7 separate regions of the Mus musculus genome follow, and all the other regions are linked to region 5. A link is a contact called in public ChIA-PET, HiChIP or PLAC-seq and promoter capture Hi-C data. All regions are on one chromosome and are shown on one strand. Each heading gives the region's core, a stretch centred on a gene start, on an enhancer-like site or on the middle of the called end of the contact. The rest is flanking DNA. Distances are from core to core; before and after follow the strand shown.

The links. Promoter capture Hi-C pulls out the DNA fragments that hold promoters and counts their contacts. ChIA-PET counts read pairs in DNA pulled down with a chosen protein or histone mark. HiChIP or PLAC-seq counts read pairs in DNA pulled down with a chosen protein or histone mark.
Region 1: an RNA polymerase II ChIA-PET map of memory CD8 T cells shows a contact between it and region 5, with 82 read pairs. The contact joins the promoter of Srrm2 here to the promoter of Kctd5 in region 5. A contact is called at or near these places in 7 of 39 promoter capture datasets (the C10 cell line, the HPC-7 cell line, cranial neural crest and 4 more), 3 of 115 datasets of contacts at active chromatin or transcription factors (effector CD8 T cells, embryonic stem cells and memory CD8 T cells) and 1 of 9 other capture datasets (pancreatic islet).
Region 2: a promoter capture Hi-C map of the HPC-7 cell line shows a contact between it and region 5. The contact joins the promoter of Flywch1 here to the promoter of Kctd5 in region 5. A contact is called at or near these places in 6 of 39 promoter capture datasets (the C10 cell line, the HPC-7 cell line, cranial neural crest and 3 more), 5 of 115 datasets of contacts at active chromatin or transcription factors (the 230-238 cell line, bone marrow-derived macrophages, embryonic stem cells and 2 more) and 2 of 9 other capture datasets (liver and pancreatic islet).
Region 3: a FOXA1 HiChIP or PLAC-seq map of pancreatic cancer cells shows a contact between it and region 5. The contact joins the promoter of 1520401A03Rik here to the promoter of Kctd5 in region 5. A contact is called at or near these places in 4 of 39 promoter capture datasets (the C10 cell line, cranial neural crest, embryonic stem cells and 1 more), 2 of 115 datasets of contacts at active chromatin or transcription factors (memory CD8 T cells and pancreatic cancer cells) and 1 of 9 other capture datasets (liver).
Region 4: a contact with region 5 is called in an H3K27ac HiChIP or PLAC-seq map of extraembryonic endoderm stem cells, with 11 times the contacts expected there. The contact joins the promoter of E4f1 here to the promoter of Kctd5 in region 5. A contact is called at or near these places in 7 of 39 promoter capture datasets (the HPC-7 cell line, cranial neural crest, embryonic stem cells and 4 more), 2 of 115 datasets of contacts at active chromatin or transcription factors (extraembryonic endoderm stem cells and memory CD8 T cells) and 1 of 9 other capture datasets (liver).
Region 6: a promoter capture Hi-C map of the HPC-7 cell line shows a contact between it and region 5. The contact joins the promoter of Eci1 here to the promoter of Kctd5 in region 5. A contact is called at or near these places in 14 of 39 promoter capture datasets (the 3T3-L1 cell line, the C10 cell line, the HPC-7 cell line and 10 more), 2 of 484 Hi-C or Micro-C datasets (CD4 T cells and nephron progenitors), 16 of 115 datasets of contacts at active chromatin or transcription factors (the 230-238 cell line, the NIH/3T3 cell line, bone marrow-derived macrophages and 8 more) and 3 of 9 other capture datasets (adipose tissue, liver and pancreatic islet).
Region 7: a contact with region 5 is called in a FOXA1 HiChIP or PLAC-seq map of pancreatic cancer cells. The contact joins the promoter of Caskin1 here to the promoter of Kctd5 in region 5. A contact is called at or near these places in 4 of 39 promoter capture datasets (cranial neural crest, fetal liver, maxillary cranial neural crest and 1 more), 2 of 115 datasets of contacts at active chromatin or transcription factors (microglia and pancreatic cancer cells) and 1 of 9 other capture datasets (adipose tissue).

Annotation. Positions count from the first base shown.
Region 1 is chr17:23,801,946-23,804,645 of GRCm38.p6, reverse strand. It overlaps Srrm2 (serine/arginine repetitive matrix 2), which reads right to left and starts at 1,421. Exons shown (of 15, transcript NM_001368687.1): 1 at 1,248-1,421. Gm52285 (a long non-coding RNA gene) reads left to right here and starts at 874. Exons shown (of 2, transcript XR_003952234.1): 1 at 874-956.
Region 2 is chr17:23,770,239-23,772,938 of GRCm38.p6, reverse strand. Flywch1 (FLYWCH-type zinc finger 1) reads left to right here and starts at 1,337. Exons shown (of 8, transcript NM_001357994.1): 1 at 1,337-1,524.
Region 3 is chr17:23,725,114-23,727,813 of GRCm38.p6, reverse strand. It overlaps 1520401A03Rik (elastin), which reads left to right and starts at 1,363. Exons shown (of 41, transcript XM_017317755.2): 1 at 1,363-1,675. Pkmyt1 (protein kinase, membrane associated tyrosine/threonine 1) reads right to left here and starts at 1,478. Exons shown (of 8, transcript NM_023058.3): 1 at 1,173-1,478.
Region 4 is chr17:24,454,035-24,456,734 of GRCm38.p6, reverse strand. E4f1 (E4F transcription factor 1) reads left to right here and starts at 1,343. Exons shown (of 14, transcript NM_001301784.1): 1 at 1,343-1,600. The coding sequence starts at 1,447.
Region 5 is chr17:24,072,214-24,074,913 of GRCm38.p6, reverse strand. It overlaps Kctd5 (potassium channel tetramerisation domain containing 5), which reads left to right and starts at 1,429. Exons shown (of 6, transcript NM_027008.2): 1 at 1,429-1,737. The coding sequence starts at 1,486. It overlaps Pdpk1 (3-phosphoinositide dependent protein kinase 1), which reads left to right. Exons shown (of 14, transcript NM_011062.4): 14 at 1-1,234.
Region 6 is chr17:24,425,234-24,427,933 of GRCm38.p6, reverse strand. Eci1 (enoyl-Coenzyme A delta isomerase 1) reads right to left here and starts at 1,251. Exons shown (of 7, transcript NM_010023.4): 1 at 1,192-1,251; 2 at 995-1,081. The coding sequence starts at 1,231. Rnps1 (RNA binding protein with serine rich domain 1) reads right to left here. Exons shown (of 9, transcript NM_009070.2): 9 at 2,036-2,700.
Region 7 is chr17:24,487,504-24,490,203 of GRCm38.p6, reverse strand. It overlaps Caskin1 (CASK interacting protein 1), which reads right to left and starts at 1,421. Exons shown (of 20, transcript NM_027937.2): 1 at 1,141-1,421. The coding sequence starts at 1,234.

The sequences.
Region 1 (2,700 bases), core at 172-2,671, 270 kb after region 5:
TCCAGGCCTAGGCCCCACTCCCACGGAAAAAGGCAATAGTTTCCTTTTGAATCCACAATTAAGAGACATCTTAAAAGAACTGTAAGATGGAAACAGCAAGGAAGAACGTCATCACCAAGTAATGGCTGACTGAAGCCAGGCTATTAAGTCAAGAATTTTTTCCCCATCGAAAAGCTCTAAAAGGCTTAGCTTTAATATTTGAGGAGACCTTTTTAAAAACAGGGTAGGAGCCGGGTGTGGAGGCAGAGGCAGACGGATTTCTGAGTTCGAGGCCAGCCTGGTCTACAGAGTGAGTTCCAGGACAGCCAGAGAAACCCTGTCTCCGGGGAAAAAAAAAACAAAAAACAAAAACCAGGGTAGGAGCCAGACATGGTGTCTCATGCCTTTGATCCCACAGAGGCAGGCAGATTTCTTGAGTTCAATGCTAGCCTGATCTACACGGTTAGTGCCAGACCAACCAAGACTATTTAGAGGCCCTAGCTCATAAAACCAAACCGTAAAAAAGAAATAAAATAACAGGGTTGAAAGGAGCACATTGGTCTTCCTTATACACGCAGGCTGAATACTTTCGCGGTTTTATTATCCTCACTTTTTAAGACTTGGGGATCCCCCACCCCCACGCACACACTCACAGCCTCTGATACTAACGAGGACGAACGGTTTAAATCCTGGCCTCCGAAAGTTCAAGGCCTCCTCCCGCCGCCCACTGGGCAGCCCAGCTTATTTTCGGCCTCGAGGAGGGGGGAGGGGGCCACGCGGCGCCCCGCGGTCTGGGCGGCTCTGGCCGTTTCTCAGGCCCCTAGCAGGGCCCGTGGACCCACGCCGGAGCCGATCGAGGAGAGGTACCAGCAGGTCCGAAGCTCGGGCGGGGGACAAGTACCTCCGCTGCCGCCCTCTCCCCGCCCCCTAAAAGACCGAAGAGGACGACCGCGGAACGACGGCCTCCTCAGCCCCAGGTAGAGCAAAGGAGAGAAGCAGAGCCTCGCGCAATGCTGTCTCACCGGGGGCGCGCGGACGAGACCAGGCGGCCGCGCGCGCCGCGGCCGTGTGGGGGAGGGGCGGAGGAGTTGAAGGCCGCGCGTCCCAGGAACCGCGGGAGGGGGAGGGGAGGAAGGGAAGGCGACCGCGCCGGCCGAGGCGACGAGCACGCGTGCGCGCGGCGGCCTGGGCCGTTCTCCCCGCGCTCTAGCCTCCGGCCCAGCCCGCCGCCCCTCCCCCACCCGGCTAGCGCGCTCCCTTTCTCTCACCCGCCGCCGCCGCCTCCGGCCGCCGACTGTCAAACAGGGAGGTCCCGCCGCAGCTGCTGCTTAAGTTTTCGTATCCCTCGGAGCCTGAAGCCGCCGCCTCGTCGGTCCGCCCGCCTCAGCCGCCGCCGCCGCCGCCTCCTCGCTTCCTCAGGGGCCGCAGCGGGCTTCGACTGCGCCACTCGCACCCCGCCTGGGCAGCGTTGCGCGTCAGCACGACCTAGTGCGTCAGCACGCAATCATGAGAGCCGCTGGGCCCTCTGGGAACCGTAGTGCGTCGTGCGCAGGCGTTGAAGCCACAAGGAGGACCTTAGGCGAAGGGACGTGCTACTGAAAAGTCGAAAAACCCCGAGTCCCGTCGGGCACTGCGGGGAAAGGCGTGGCTCCGTACCGAAGCTGCAAGGTCGGCTGAAAAAAAACTTCTGTAGGAGGGGGGAGGGGCGCGGGGGCCGCAACCCACAACACCCGGGAGTAGCTCAGACGCACGCCTTCCGCGCACAGAGTTCTGGGAGCTGTAGTTCGGTTTTAGAGAGAAAACGCGTAAGACTCCTCCGCTAGGCAGGGTCGCCATTTTATGTGACCGTGTTGGGTGGCAGTGGCTCAGCAGCTTTACCTAGTCACTGTGACCATGGTTTTCTTTAATGTGTACGAGGCCCCACAGCACCGAGTCTTCTTCGCAGGAAGAGGTGCTTCAGAGTCAAGCCACCTGACAGCTCTGGAGCCACTTGAACCCGGCTTCTGGCCCAGTATCCGGTGCTTTCCACAGTTTCCACCTCTGTAGTCCTATCTGAAGTGGGGCTTGCAGACCACTAAAAAATACTTTCTCTTACCTTTGGGCAAAGAGACTAAGTGATTACTTTTCGCCTATAGAGACTATGCCATGTAAGTGGAGGAATGTGAGAATGCAGTTCCATTTCCTGGCCCTATAGCACGGTTCCGGGAGTTTGTCCCAGTGCCTCTCACTCGGTAGCAAGGGCCCCACCACTGAGGCACTGAAAGATCCTGGCAGAATGTAAAAGGACACAGAAGCCCTGAAATTGGCAAGATAGACGTCAGTGTTAGCAGAACTAGCTTCACTGATTTAGAAAAATAGAGGTGCACAATGCTCTGGCCACTCCTTGAACCTGTGTGTCTGCCAATGTTCTGACCAGGTGTGTGCTCATTGCTGCACCTTCATTAGACTCTCCTTGTACCCCTCCATACCCATTTCTTGAGAATAGACATTGTTTAGATCTGGAAATCCCCTAATCTCCCCCTTCTCCTTTCCCCCCTGAGGGCCTATAAAAACTGGAAACTCTTTCCCCTCGAGGACGACTCCTCTACCCCTGCGTGGGATATGAGTTGTCCCCAGAGCTCTGGCTTTCCCCAAATAAAGCCTCATGTGGTTTGCAACAAGCTCGGTCTGTCATGAGTTCTTGGGTGTCCGATATTGTCCTGAGGCCTGAGCGAGGGGCTC
Region 2 (2,700 bases), core at 88-2,587, 300 kb after region 5:
TTAGATTTCTGAAACCAAAACCAAAACCAAAACCCTTATCTTTCTCTTCTACTTACTTATTCACCTATATTGTTGTTTTTAAAACCCAGGGTCTCATGTAGCTCAGGCTTGCCTTACATTCACTATGTAGCTGATGAAAGACTTGAATTCCTGATTCTCTTGCTTCTGTTTCATTTGTGCCACACACATTCAGCTCCTGGATTCTTATTTAAATATGCGATCTGTTATTGTCACTATTTCAAATCTCAGATAGTCCTGGATTGGGAGAGGGGGGTATCTAAGGGTTTCAACGTGCTGCATAAGAATGTTCTTTGGAGGGCTGGCGAGATGGCTCAGTGGTTAAGAGTGCCGACTGCTCTTCCGAAGGTCCAGAGTTCAAATCCCAGCAACCACATGGTGGCTCACAACTATCCGTAACGAAATCTGATGCCCTCTTCTGGAGTGTCTGAAGACAGCTACAGTGTACTTACATATAATAAATAAATAAATCTTAAAAAAAAAAAAGAATGTTCTTTGGAACTGGCTCAGTTATGAAGACCATTGGGCTGCTTCCAAAGGACCCAGCCTTGATATCCAGCACCCACATGGTGGTTCATAACTCTGGGCAACTCCAGGAGATCCTATGCCCTCTTTTGGCCTCCACAGGCACCAGAAATGCACATGGTGTACAGATACACATGCAGACAGAACATCCAAATACATTTTAAAAATACACTTAAAATATGTCAGAGTTATGTTTTTTAAAAAATAAAAAAGAAAGGAAGGAAGGAAGAAAACTGGGTGGCAGTGGCGCATGCCTTTGATCCCAGTACTCACCGTGCTAGGGTGGCAGAGGCAGGCTGATCTCTGAGTTTGAGGCCAGCCTGGTCTATAGAGAGCATTCCAAGACAGCCAGGGCTACGGAGAGAAACCCTGTCTTAAAATAAAAATAAAAATAAAAAATAAAGAAATAAAATACTTAAAATGTAAAAAAGAAAGTTCTGAAGGTCACAGGCCTAAAGACGCACTTAAGCCAAAGCTACAACTTCGTAAGAATGCAGTCAAATCCTATAAAAGTCCTGTTCTCTCTATCAATAGCGCTGTCATCCTTTTAGTGATGACTCCCAGCCTGCATCCTTGCTACAAATTCACCTGTCGCCCCGCCCTCCCGGATGCAGTAGCGGGACCATGGGTTGTCCCGCCTTCTTCCTTGTTAGTAGACCCGCCCCTGATGCTGATTGGCTAGGGTGTCAAGTTGACACTGCGCAGAGAAGACCCGGAGAAGTGGTATCCGCCTCAGGAATGGCTCCGCGCCTCTGCTGCGCATGCTCGCTAGTAGTTTCTAGGCTTCCCAAGCAGGCGTCTCGCGGGGGCGCGCGCGCGGGCACGGGCTCGCTCCCCAGGGGGCAGTTGGCGGCGGGAGCGGGCGGCGGGGTCGTGGTTCCTAGAGCAGCCCCGGCTGCTAGGCCGGCGCCTGCGTTGGCGGACACTCACACGAAGGATCGGGTGGCTCAGCCGCCGGAGAGGCAGGGCCCGCTGCCGTCGGTGAGGACGGGCCCCTGCGGGCGGGAGGGTCGGACCAGCGGAGCGATGCCTGGTCCGGCTATCCTGGGGTCGCGCCCGGTGCTGGGGAGGGGCCCCAGCTCTGTAGCTCGGGCATGGGGTGCTTCTTTGTCGGACATCCACGATGCGCCTCCTTTCTACCTGATCTCTCCATCAACCCACTCGACTCCTGTACCGATCTTAACACCTCTAAATCCGGGACCACACATTCGCCCATCTTCCTTGAACCGTGTCCACCCATTGCATGTCCATCCAGCTCTGTCCTCCGTCGCGGCCCATCCTTGGCGGCCGCAGGTCCCAATGACCTTGCACTTTTTGCCGGTTGTTACCCCTCCTCGTTCAGACTATAGGTTGCCCATTGTGGCTTTCAAACTTTGTGACGCATTCTAGACTGAGAAAGATGTTTTATGTGTATATTCTGTGCCTGAAGATAGATTTCGTGAATCGCAAGTTTAAAGAGAGTCGCTTACCAATCTCACATGACGCAGATCTATTTAGGCTGTGTTCTAATTCATTCCTTTCTGTTCCGTTCCATTCCATTCCAAATGACTGACTTGCTAACCCATTGATTCAAGACCTAGCTTATCTGACAGTTTTAAACCCCCCTTTACTCCTTACTCTACAATCAGATAACCATCCCCAAGAAAGATCTTTTTGTTATGATGTTTTGTTTTTAACTTCTTTGCTTTCCAGGGTCCTTACCATTGCTGGGGCTTGGTTTAGATTTCTGGTATGTTTATCTCATTGTTCTCCCAAGTGCCACTAGTCTGACTTGTGGGAACAAAACAGCATATGAAGTAGAGGAGAGCTGATAATACATGCTCACTTATGCAGATGAAGATGGCTTTGCTGGGGGAGGGATGTGAAGCTGAATTGTTAGGTAAAGGAATCCGTCTAGCCAAGATTCTCATCTAGGAGGATTGCGGAAATCTATCAGTTGGCTTCCCACATCTCATGTGGGTTTTCCTTATCATTCTGAGTGTGTGTTTGTGTGTCTCTGTGCATGCATACACAAGGCTGTTTATCACTCTCTGCCTTATTCCTTTTTGTTTGTTTGTTTCAAGACAGGGTTTTTCTATGTAGCCCTCATCTGTGGGCTTCAGGTGGGCCTCAAATTCACAGAGCTCCTCCACCCCCTGCCTCCTGAGTGCTGGAATT
Region 3 (2,700 bases), core at 114-2,613, 350 kb after region 5:
GGGGAAGCCACAATGTATCAAAGGAGCCACACCTAACCTCTAGTAGTAGCTAGATCAAATTACTACTTAGGTTAAGTACTTAAGAGGCTTGCTGGAAGGCCCTCTTGTTATGGATCTATTTACTTCAAGAATCCCATCCCAGAGGTGGCCTTTAGCTTAGTGATAGAGTACATGCCTGGCACCATCAGCGTCCTGCATTTGATGCCCACCCTAAGAAAAAAAAAAACAAATCCCATCCCAGGTCTTCTGTAAGGATCCACGATCATGCTTGTTAATTAAACCTACAGTCTTGAAGGGGACGTGGGTGGGGGAGGTAAGAGTACTTGCTGCCCTTCCAAAGGACCAGGTTTGATTCCCTGACACACAAGCGTCTGTAACTCCAATTCCAAAGGGATCTGACACCCTTTTCTGACCTATGTGGGCACTAGGCACAAACAGACAAAAATACACATGCATTAAAAAGAGTAAAAACTTTTTTTTTTTAAAGGAAGAAGGAATACAGTCTCCATGCCTAGCACCTGGGAGTCCATCACCTTCTGTTTCAGCCAGAGAGACCATTCCCTCTCAATGCCATTTTCATTTCAACATCACTGGTCATTTACATTCTAATACCTCTGGCCTGGTCAAACAGCTTTTATGGGGTGAGAAGGGTTGGTAGTGGAGTCCCGGCTGAGTACAGAGTGTCCCTGAGCCACTGGGTTTCCAGGGACCTCACCCTCTTACTGAGCTGTACCCATCTGTTGACCACCATCTAGCGTTAGACTGTGAGTTTCTCCCGTGCAGGGCCACTGCTGAATCCGTTCGGTAGGCGAGGGGGAACTCTGACAAACCATTGCGTAAACAGGCTGTCACCCGGGGGTGGAGGGGCTCTTCCCAGAGAGCCGCGGGAGAAAGAGAGGCAGTGCTGGAAAAGGAGCGCCCAATGGGAAGGGACAGGGGACCCGCGGGAGTAGGCGGGGCGTGGGCGACAGCGCTGACCTGGAGTCATCCGAGGGCTAGTCCGGCCCGTGACAGACACGGAGGGGTGGGGCTGCTGCAGGGGGGTGGGGGGGTGACCGGATACTGAGAAGAGGCCGGAGGGCAGTCGCGGGGCGCAGCGCGGCAGGAGCGCGGGCCAGGGCGCCGGCGGAAGAGCGGCGCAACCGGGAGATCTCACCCGGGTGTGGGCTCACCTGGGGAGGCTGGGCGTGGCGCAGCGTGGCGCAGCGTGGCGCAGCAGCGAGGTCCCAGGTTCCGGGTCGGCGGGGGCCGCTGGGGACCTCACAGAGGCCAGGCAGGCCGGGGTCGGGCAGCGGGGCCTCTGGACACCGGGACGAAGCACCCTCCAAGAAGGGGAACCGCCCGTGAACGCGCGCGGAGCCAGCTCGCGCCAAAAATTCCAAACCGGCCTCGAGGCCCCGCCCAGGCTCGCCCGTGGTCCCGCCCCCGCCTGGTGCAGCGGGTCTAGCGCCCGGGGCATTGGCCCCGCCTCGCGTCTTGCGTGCGCACCGAGGTCTCCCCGCCTCCGAAGTTTGCCGGAGCGCTCTCACTGCGCAGACGCAACTCTTCGAGGCCTATTGCGGCGGGAACGATCCTTGGCCCCTCTCTGTCGGTATTTGTCGGCCTTCACACTATGGTCCCCACACCAGCTGCTCTCTATTGGCTGCCTTAATATTCGTGTCCATAAAAGGGGCAGGTAAGGGCCCTGCAGCCAAGTGGCATCTCCTCAAGGAGTTGCCACTGGGGACAGCACAAGCGAATGTCCCACTACTTATAATCTTATGCATATTCAGACACCGGTCTTCATCATCCCAGGATAGCGATTGGTAGCGCCTGTTCTAAGACGGTGGAGTCTCCTTGTAAATAGGCTGTCTGAGGCCGATTCTTACATCCTTTAGCTCAGAACCTTGTGCTCAACTGACTCCTCTCAGTCACTTCCTGGCCTCACAACCTCTGGTACATGATGGGTTGTCACTTTTCTTCTAAACGTGGAGCCGAGGAACCTAGGACAATTTCTTTAAAGAAGGTCTGCACAGAACAAAGTGGGGTGGAGCTTGCTTCATGGAGAAAGGGACCTTTATTGATTTCAACTAGAAGTGAAAAATCATGCTTTATAGCCAATCTCTCTAAAATGCTCCTGCAATCTCTTGGAACAACAGTGGGAAGGAAGGCCAGGCCCTACTTAAGCCTGAGATCAAGAGCTGGGGTACCGCCCACCTCCAAGCCCTTCCCTTTGCTTTAGTGACTTTGAGAGCCAGAACAGTTGTGACTTGGTCTAGTCCTTGTTGAGAACCCTAGACAGGTCCCTCTCCAACTATTTAGAGCTATTTTCTGCCAGCTCCGTTTTCTGGACAGGCCTCCCCTTCTTCCAACCATTTATTCCTCAAAGTCTAATTCATAATGATTAAAACACACTAACACACACACAGTAACAAAAAACAAAACAAAACAAAACAAACAAACAAACAAAAAACTGCACTGGTACATGTCTATACCCCAAGCACAGAGGCGGCTGAGGCAGAAAGGTCACATGAGCCTAGGAATTGGAGGCCAGTGGGTACTATAACAATATTCCTGGGGCTGGAGAGATGGCTCAGTGGTTAAGAGCACTGACTGTTCTTCCAGAGGTCCTGAATTCAATTCCCAGAAACCACATGGTGGCTCACAGCCATCTGTAATGCCTTCTTCTGGTGTGCCTGAAGACAACTACAGTGTACTCAC
Region 4 (2,700 bases), core at 94-2,593, 380 kb before region 5:
CTGGCCACAGGGAGCTACAAAGCCAGACCCTGTCTCAAATCGACCAATGAACCAATCAGTTAACCAATTTTGGTGATAAGCGCTCAACTCAGTCGGTGTACTAAATGTCACAAATGGTCACTTTTATGTATACTTTTCAATACTTTTCATATACCGAATAAAAGTCTTGGGGCTGGCTCGCTGGCTCAGTGGGTAAGAGCACTGACTGTTCTGAAGGTCCTGAGTTCAAATCCCAGCAACCACATGGTGGCTCACAACCACCTGTAATGAGATCTGACGCCCTCTTTTGTTGTGTCTGAAGACAGCTACAGTGTACTTATAATAAATAATCTTTGGGCCAGAGTGAGTACAGACTGAATGAGCGAGGTTGACTAGAGCAAGCAGAGGTCCTAAATTCAATATCCAACAACCACATGAAGGCTCACAACCATCTGTACAGCTACAGTGTACTCCTATACATAAAATAAATCTTTACAAAAAAAGTCTTTGGAAAGGAGCACTCGAACTATCTCCAAATGGAGTTCTTTCTCATGCCCAGGAAATTCTGACATTGCAACCCAGGTCTGAGTCCAGGATTCTATATTGGGTAGCAACCCTAAAGAGTTCAGATTCTCTGGGCGGCTAAGAACACATTGGCTGTGTATCTAGGTTCATTTCCCAACACCTACATGTAACTTCATCTGTAATTCCAGTTCCAGGTCAGACACCCTCTTCTGGGCCCCACGGGCGCTAGGCATGCACGTGGTGCACAGACATGTATGCAGACAAACCATACTACATTAAAAAAACAAAACAAAAAAGTGAGAGAAGGGGTTGGAGAGATGGCTCAGCGGTTAAGAACACTGACTGCTCTTTTGAAGGTCCTGAGTTCAAATTCCAGCAACCACATGGTGGCTCACAACCACCTGTAAAGAGATCTGACGCCCTCTTCTGATGCGTCTGAAGATAGCTACAGTGTACTTAATGAATAAATCTTTAGGCCTGAGCGAGCAGGGACTGAGCAAGTGGAGTTGACCTGAGCAAGTGGGGCAACCAGAGCAACCGGAGCAAGCAGAGGTCCTAAAAATTCAATTCCCAACAACCATATGAAGGCTCACAACCAGCTGTACATGTACTCATATACATAAAGTAAATAAATCTTTTTTTAAAAAAGTGAGAGAAAGGGAGAGTTCTTACTCCACGGATAGTTCACTTTGGACCAAGTCCTGCCAATTTAACACAAGCCACGCCCACTTCCGCCCTGATGTCTGGCGCTGATGGCTCTCAAAGAGCCAAGCTCCACCTCTACTGACGCGCTAGACCGCAACCCATAGCCCCGCCTTTTTGCCTGTCCGTCAAATTCGTTTTTGTCCCGCCCCCTGCCTGTCGGACACGCAGCCCTCGGTGCGGCCCGTTGTTATGACGACATGGTCGTAAATCCGCCATCTTCCTGTGGCGCGTTGCGACATGGAGGGCGCGATGGCAGTGCGGGTGACGGCCGCTCATACGGCAGAAGCCCGGGCCGAAGCCGGGCGTGAAGCGGGCGAGGGCGGGGTTGCGGCGGCGGCGGCCTTGTCCTCCGGCGGCTTCCTTGGGCTCCCAGCGCCCTTCAGCGAGGAAGGTAACGAGCCTACCGAAGCCTGGTGCGGCCGGGGTGCGGGCGGCTCTGTCCGGGCTGCGGTGTACGGTCTCGCCCGGATCCTGGCTACTCGAGTGTCTGTAAACCTTCACAACTCTCACAGGTTTCCCTTCGGACTGCCTCTAACCCGTTGGGCCAGATGCAGAGGCTCACAGGGAGCCCATTTCTCCAGCCCCTTGGGGTCGATCTGGCCAAACAAACATCGCTCGCTCCTCTTCAGCGCCCATCAGCCCTAGCTTCTGCTTCTCCTCTGCCACTCGGGCCTTAGTTCGGGCGGAGCTGGAGACTGGAGGCGGGGCCGCTCTGTCAGACAGGGATTAGGGACCTGACCTGGGGAGGCGGCACCGCCCCACTGAGGACCTGGGCCTTCCCTACGGGGTGGAGCAACGCTTCCAAGAATGTGCGGAACACCCCCCGCTCAATCCGACTTGTACCATTACTTAAACCAAGCTCGAAAGGCGAACTATCATTACTACTATTCACTTCAGAGATGGAGATAATTGAGGTTCAAGGTCGTCCATCTGGTTCCTGTCAAGGATCAGATTGGAGCCGGGGCTGTAACTCCTCTCTTAAACCCTTTAATTTTTCCTAGGAGTATGGCAAAGAGTTAAAATCGTGTCTGTATGCCGAGGGCTGTGTTGGCACCAAGGATTACGTCTCTAGGTGCTGATATTTTTTAGAGGTGGTTTGGGTATCTCCTGTGCATTAGTTCCACGGAGCTGTAGATTTGATCAGACAGGAAGTGGTTTGACAAGTATTACTGGTATATTGCTGCTCTTTGTCATGAAAGAACTCAGTCCCACTGTAATTTTTTTTTCCCTTATTTCAGCTTGGAGAGAGTCAGTTACCGTCTCAGGGAACTCTTTGGAGTTTCTAGGTTTTTTGTTTGTTTGTTTGTTTGTTTGTTTGTTTGAGACAGTGTTTGTATAGTTCTGGCTGTCCTGGAACTCACTCTGTAGACCAGGTTGGCCTCGAACTCAAAAATCTGCTTGCCTCTGCTTCCCAAGTGCTGGGATTAAAGGCATGAGCCACCACTATCCAGCTGAGTTCCTGGTTTTTGTTTTTGTTTTTTAAAGACAGGG
Region 5 (2,700 bases), core at 180-2,679:
GTGGGGCCTGCTGGTTCAATTTGGAAACATGCAGCAGAGATTTTCTGTGTTACTTGACTGTCAGAGCTTAGGGCTGGAGATGTGTAGAAATCAGTTTCCTGCCCTCCTCTGCCTCAAGGCTTCTCCCCATTGTTCTATAGACCTGGGGTGTTCATCTGAGACTTGGGAGGCCACAGCAACTCTGAATATGGTGAAGATACTCCTATACACGTTTCTATTTGTTTTAATGCAAAACCCAACATAAACTGGTGCTGATGCCAGTGGGTGTAGCACCTCGTGGGTAGAAGGTAAGACAAGGGCCCTGACATTGAACAGGGCTGGAACCACTCTCAGAACCTCTGAAGATACCTAGCTTCTGGCCTAACACTTCAGGGTTATAAGTCAGAATGTGGAAAAATGGCCTGCAATGTGAGGGAAGCTGTTTCTGTCAAAAGCACTTTTGCAGCAGTAAGCAAATGAATTAACCAATATGAATACCTGAAAATTCCCTGTAACTCATTTCTTCCATATGAAGAATCCAAACTGAACAAAAGTTTTTACAAATAGCAAAATTTTCCCTCCCCATGTAGTCCACCCTAGTTTAATCATCTGGGTTAATGACTACAAGTAGGTCATTGTGCAGGTTAAAGCCACGACCATAGTGTGATTGGACATGTGCAAATTAAAAACTGTTACAGTATTTAGAGCTGCTGCGGCTGGTCCATTAGCCACGTACAGTAGGATGAATTGCTGTCATTCAGGTTGGTGGCAGTCAGTTAGAACATGTGTAATATTCTCTACCTGTTCTGTAGCTGTAACTGTGATGTACAGGCAAAGGAAAAATTAAAAATACTTATGAAAACAGATAATGCAATGATACTGGGATATACACTTTTGTATTTTTATTCTTATATAAGGTTATTTGCTGGCTATTGTCGGCCTCTAGTTCAGTCTGTGTTATTTAAATTCTAATATATGAATTATTTGGATTGAATTCATGTTTGGGGCCACGTTGTTGTATGTATTGATGTACAGCCTTGAGTGTGAATAATTATTGTAAACTATATTTTACAACTTTTTTCCTGGCTTTATTATATAAATTTTCTATTTGGTCATGGTTTAATCATATAATTTAATGAAACAACTTTTCTTTTTTTTGTTTTTTTCAAATATCTGTGCTTTAGATGTAATTACCGGATGATGGATTTCCCTCGTATGCTCGGTAGTCTTGTAATAAAAGCATGTAGAGTGTACACTTTGTTTGCCATGGAGCCTCTTTGAGTAGGGGCGGAGCTTGAGCCGAGGATGCTCGTGAGAACCCGAGACTTGCTCCGGCCGGAAGTGGTAATCTCCGGCCTGCTTTTCGAGCCGGAACTTCCGCCTTGCACATGAGCCCTGGGCGGGCACTTTATTGGGGCGTACCTATGGGCGGGACAACTCAGGGGGGCTGTATTAAAGAACGGACGCTTCCGGCGAAGGGCCGCTGTGGCGGGGCTTGTTAGGATCATGGCGGAGAATCACTGCGAGCTGCTGCCGCCGGCTCCGAGCGGCCTCGGGGCGGGGCTGGGGGGCGGCCTGTGCCGCCGCTGCAGCGCTGGGATGGGCGCCCTGGCTCAGCGCCCCGGTGGCGTGTCCAAGTGGGTCCGGCTCAACGTCGGCGGCACCTACTTCCTCACCACCCGGCAGACGCTGTGCCGGGACCCGAAGTCTTTCCTGTACCGCTTGTGCCAGGCGGACCCCGACCTAGATTCGGACAAGGTGAGGGCCTCGCGGGTCAGCAGGGGTCTGGCCGCCCTAGTCGCCACTCGCGACACACACCTCTTCACAATGAGGGCGCCCGGCGGAGCGGGCCGGAGGGAGGATGGCACTCTGGTACCCACCTGCCTCGGCCCTTTGGTTTAACAGTGCCTCTTTCTTCTTTCATGCTCTTCGGTCGAGAAGGACCCAAGCTTTGCTGTGGCCCTACTTTCTTCTCCCCAGATTCTTTTGCCCAGGGTGTGTGACCACCACCGCCCAACTATTTGCTGGCTTTGGAACCTGAGAACCCTTTGCATTCATCTGGTCTTTTCACATTCCAGACGTCTAAATTAACGTAGGCCATGGGGGTTGACACAGTGACTACCCTTTTTCCAGTGATTTGCAGAGTTTGTGCTTTATCCTTCTCATTCATAAGGACAGGCACGGCATCTCTTAGAAGGTACCACCTGAGTAGAAATGTTCAAAGGTGTCAGTTTAATTCTAATAAATGAATTATTTGTATTGAATTCATGTTCGGGGCCAGGTGTCAAAAAATCTTAGGGTTGTGAAAGAGACCAGGTAGAGAATCTTTTTCCATCTCCTTTTCAGACTTCATTTCCCCACCGCCTTTGAAAAGGGTAGGGATTTCCAGCTTAGTTTGTGGTTTGTCTATCTTTAATTTAATTAAACGCTAATACTGTTAATACCTGTGGTAATAGAAAGTATTTCAATTATTATCATTACAAAAGTTGTGTGTCGTACTGCATACTGAAAAATTAGTATTGTGCAGGATTGAAACTTAGGAACAAATCGTTCACTCCCCTTTCCCCCTAGGCAGTTTATTAGCCTTGTACTAACTGAGTTTTCTGGTTCAGCCTACATGATGGTGCTTGATTTTGTGCCTTGCCAGCCTGAAAGTGACTACTCAGGAGGTTTTCCAGAAAGATCGAGCCCATTGCACTTTAAACGGCCTAACAGAGCACC
Region 6 (2,700 bases), core at 2-2,501, 350 kb before region 5:
TATAAAATATATAGGTAAATATATACATGTAAAAATATATGCCACTACCTTATTACTCTAAATTGTGATGACATCTACATGATAGTCTAAACATCTTGTCACCTTTAAGTGTATAATCCACTGACTTTGCCATGGTATAGTTTTTACTGCTACCTATTGTAGTATTTTTATTTATTTCCTTTTGTGGTACTGGGATTGAAGCCTGCAGGTCTGGCACTATTAAGGCACTTCTTTCTCTCTCCAGTGCACTCATATTCTATCACTCTGGGGGGGGGGGAATCCAGACTTTGCAGACTTTGACCTCCATGTCTAGGTTGAATGCTCCCTCCCCCTATAGACTGTGATCCTAAGCTCTAGCCCTAGCTCTGTCCTCCCCTCCCAGGTTTTTCTTCCATAAGTGCATTGTCACTGTCCTGGAAAATTACAATCTCCCCCTCTCCCCGCATCGTCACTTTAAAAAACAAAACAGCACAGGAAAAGCAGGCTCCAGCCGTAGCCCAGGTTGGCCTCAACTTCACCATCCTCCTGCCTCTGCTTGTGAGGGGAGGTGCTTCCTTCTGTTGTGGGCAGGGAGCGACCCAACATTAACTAGGAAAATGTTGCTGTGCCACATTCCAGTATTAGGAAAATATTCAAAAACGCTCCCAATCATTTTTGTGAGATTTTTGAGACACTGTCTCACGTGGCTCAGACTGGCTTCAGCTGAGTTTACAAGCATGAGCCACCGCCGCAAGCTATAATCATTCTTAACTAATAGTTTAAGTAACAGACCATAACTTTAGGAACTTTAACCAAAGCTTTAAAAACTCACCCATTCTGTCATTTAAACCGCCCGGTATGAACTTAGGTTTTAATCAGAATCTGAGTTTATGTGAGCTTATGCTCACTCCCTGCTTTTGGGAATTCCAAGAGCTCATCGTCAGCCCGACCTCACAGACCGTGTGGGCTCGGAGCCCGAGGACATGAACGAGATGTGGCCCTCCCTCCCTCTCACCTGCCGGGCCCTCCGTCTCCACCAGCACCCGCTTGTTAGCGAAGCGCCGCGCGCCGTCCACCGCTTCCCTGCGCCCGAGGCGGGATCCTGCAGACAGCCCGGAGCACGTTAGCAAGCACGCCCAGACTCTCGCCACCGCCGCCCGCGCACCCAGCCCTGTGAGGCCCTGCACCAGCGCTCTCGCCCGGGCCACGCACCCGCGTGCAGCAGAAGGCGACGCGCAGCAGCCAGCGCCATCTTGGATATCAGTGGGGACTACAGAGCCAGCGGCTTCGCTTCCAGCCCGGCCTTGCAGACTCCTCCTCTCCGGCCGGCCCCGCCCCACAAGGCCAAGGTTAGCCAGTCCGCAGCGTCCAGAGGACTGGGTTTCCCCTGTGCCAGTTAGGGCAGGGTGTGTGTCCAAGAGTGCTTTCATTCTGCTGGGGCGAGCTGCCAGAGCTCAGAGGCACTTGCAGAGCTGGGATTAGGACCATAAATCAAGGCTGGCACCGTAGTGAAAAACAGACGGCCTTGCCAGCACAGGGGTGACTGGGAGGCTTTACCTAGGCTATTTGCCCCAAATAGTGCATTTTTATTTGACTCAATACTCAAGGGGCACAAACACAAGAAGTCTTCCTTTTATTCTTTTTTTTTTTTTTTTTTTGGTTTTTTGAGACAGGGTTTCTGTGTAGTCCTGGCTGTCCTGGAACTCACTCTGTAGAGCAGGCTGATCTTGAACTCAGAAATCTGCCTGCCTCTGCCTCCCAAGTGCTGGGATCAAAGGCGTGCGCCACCACGCCGGGCTGAAGTCTTCCTTCTTGGTTAAGACTTTTCTTCTGTGGTGCACCAGTATGAGACAGAAGAGAGAACTGTCCCTCCCAGTTTTCCTGCGGCGGCAGCATCTCAGGCAGAGTCAGCTTCTGAGCCCCAGGCCGTCTCACCACCTGTCCTCCTGGCTTTTAGAAATGCCACTTTGGGGATTAAACTCAAAGTGAGTTCTTAGTTGAGTCATACAAATTATGACTCTTCTGGACTAAGACAGACAGTAAAACCAGCACTCAATTTGCATTCTAATCCTAGGTTTTATTCAACAGTCCTTTCACTCTACACAAGTACAAACACAACCTTATCTAAAATGCTACAAAGTTATAAAACTCAAAACAAATTTTATAGTACTGACTGTACAATAAAAGCAAAAAGGGGCAATGTACACACTGCCAAGGTTAACCTGCAACATCACCATGAATGGCAGGTGACAACGGGGTGGGGTAGGTTTCATGAGGACCCTGTAGAACTGGCTCACAAATTCTAGAAAGTAACAGAGACACGGGGACAGAAAGGTAACCATTTGTGGAGGAATCCTTCAAAGGTTTTAGCCCTCTAAGTTGAAGCGTACTCAGCAGGGCATGGTCGGCCGAACAGAAGAGCAGTGTGGTCCTTTGCACAGGTGTGGCACAGCGGGGGCTAGACCAGGCTGTCTGGTTCTGGGTCATCTGTGGAAATCCGTGTGCTGCCATAGGTTCCAGCTGGCTCTGCTACCAGCCTATCAAGAACTGAAGGGATGAACTTTCTAGCCAGAAAACTACAGGGCACCTCTATGGGAGCAGCCGTGAACCAACAGTAGCTCTACAAGCCAGAACCCTTCTGTAGAGGAGATATCTCAACTGCTGTACCCAGTAAGGGATCCTTCTCTACAGACCCTCACTTGGCTAGAGAAAAGGACAAAA
Region 7 (2,700 bases), core at 172-2,671, 420 kb before region 5:
CCTCTCTTCAACCTGCCTCTCCCTATGAAGCTCTTCCACTCTCAGCCTTGAGGCCCTAAAGCCAGCTCTAGTAAGTGGAGCTTCCCAGGCTGCCTGTGTGCCCTGGAGGCACCAGTGTCCTTCCTCCAAAAGCAAAGTGGACAGGAGCCACTCCAGACGGTCCCGTGTCTCAGCAGCCCCCTGGAGAAATGGGGCCCCCTCCCCGCAGCTTACGATGGTGGGTTGGAAGTGAAAGCACCCAGGTCCCATGTGTTGACCTGCAGTGCCTGCACAGGTGCCCTGACACACTGACACGGTCATACATACACAGCTGCGCACTTGGCTAGTCCACACGCCCATCAATCCATCTCCAGAGGCCCCTAGGGAGGCTCTAGGATGAGCAGGGTTGAGAGCCAGAATCAAAGCTCCAAGCTCCGAGGCCTTCCCTGGACCCCCAGGGCACAAGCTAGGAATGGTGTGGGAGATCCATTACAGATCCTTGGCCCCCTTTTCCAGCAGAAAAAGCCAGGGACGACCAAGGTCTGCAGAAGCCTGCAAGAGCCTACAGTCCTTATCCCCCAGGCTGTCCCTGTCTGAAGCCCAGCCTGCCCCAGGGCTGGGCGACCTTGGGCGCCTGTGTTTCACTCCCTCATCAGTAAATGGCCCCCACTGGCCATGCCTGGGCAGCCACACCCCCAGCGTGGTCCCCCACCCCACCCCTTTCCCTGCAAAGCGTGTTATTAAACATAGGGTGGGGAAGGGGTCTGACAGAGATTGCTAGCCTCTGGTCGCCCCTCACTGCAAGGGCCCCTCCCTCTCTCTACAATGTCTCTTGGGGGGTGGGGGGAATCCGCCTCGCCCTTAAAAGCACAAGTAGAAATCATCAGCCTGCAGCCTGGAAAGGGAGGAGATCCGAGGGAGGATGTGATCGCCAGCGGCCTCAGGGACGGTGGGTGCCGCAGGTGCCCGCAGGGGGCTGGGCGGACAGTTCTGCGCTCGTTGCCGCCCCTCCTCCAGAGCTAGGGCGAGAAGGGGGGCGCGGACCAAGGGTCTGAGCGCTCCTGGCCCCGCCCCACCCCGGGAGACCCACAGCATCCCTTCCTCGCCCTGCACCCCGGCGGGGTGGGCCCCGCCCGCGCCCCGCGCGCCCCCCGCACTCACTGGCCTTCCCCGGCCGCGGCCTCTGCAGCAGCCTCTGCGCGGTCCCCACGTCCTCCGCCTTCACTGCCTGCACCAGCTCCTGCTCCTTCCCCATGGCGCCGCCGGGCCCGCAGCGACGCGGCGCTTGGTGCTCTCGGCGGCTCAGACGCAGCAGCGGCTCCGCGTCTGCGATCGCATCCTTTCCAGCCCGCGCTCCCTGCGCCGCCCGCCGCCCAGCGCCCTCCGTGGGTTCGGGCTCGGGCTCGGACTCGGGCTCGGGCTGGGGTTTCGGGCTCGAACTGGGGCTGGGGCTCCGACGCGGAGGGACGGATAGCGCGTCACGGGCGGGGGGCGGCCCAGGGGCGGGAGCCGGCGGCGGCGGCCGGCACCCGGTGGCGCGCCGCGTCTGAGCCGCCTCCCGGACGCCTGGGTCCGCTCCCGCGGCCGCTGACCTCCGTCAGCCCGCGCCGGCCGCGCGCCTGGCTCCGAGGCTCCGCCCCCGCGCCCGACGCCCCCTCCCCACGTTTGGGTGCGCGGGTCAGGCTAGGCCTCTGCGGACAGCGGGGAACCGAAGACGACAGCCAGGGACAGAGGACGGTGCGCAGGGGGGCTGGCCACCGAGCACCGGCACGGCGGCGACGCAAGCCTAAACCTAGGAGAGGTTTCTCGAGGCTGCGGGACCTGAGGGGGAGGGACTCGGAGGCAGTGGGCGGGCGGGAAGCCGGGCACAAGTGCCACCGGTGCCGGCCCTCCAGAGGCTGTCAGACATTTCTGGCCCGTGATTCCTGTGGGAGGTGTTGAGAGATTGCGAAGAGGAATCTCCCAATAATGAATTCGGTGTCAGGGAACCCGTACCCCTCCTCCCCCCAACTACACCTTCTTCCCAGGCAGCCTCTGGCTTCCCTCCACAACAATGCAGGATGACTGTTCTCCTTCGAGGACAGCCTGGAAGGGAGCTTGGCTTTGACACTCTCATCATCTACTTGGATATAACTGTCTATATCCACCAAGAAGTATCTTAACCTCCTGTCCTCAGCACCAATGAAGGCCCAGCCTCGTCCAGAACCATTCTAGTCTAGCCCAACCTAAGCAATCTCCTAGCACGGGTTCCCAGTCTGCATCTCTGCTTGACCAACACCTCACCTTTCTCCTGCCTGCCTGAAGGCTTGGGCTGCGCCAGGCCTCCTCTGTTGCCTGCAGCATTATGAACACACAGCAGCTGAGATCCTTGTCTTGAGTGAGGTTCTGCTCCCTCGGCTTCCTTATTACAAGCAGGAGCAGAGAGCATCACCCAACCCAACATTACAGTGGAGAGAATTCGGTGAGGGTTCACATATGCACAACCAATGTATTATCATGGAATTCTGATCATGATAAAGTCATGAGGCTCGAGGAATGAGCCTAGGTCTTCTGATATGTGGTAGGCTCTCAGAAGAGGTCTCTAAATGTAAAAATCCTTCCATTGGACCATTAGAGTGACTGATTCCTAGTTAGTCCCAGGGTCCGGTGTTGTGCTGGCCATTTGGGATAAAGCTGAGCTTACCGTCTCCATTTTACAGATTGGAAAACAACAGCCAAGGA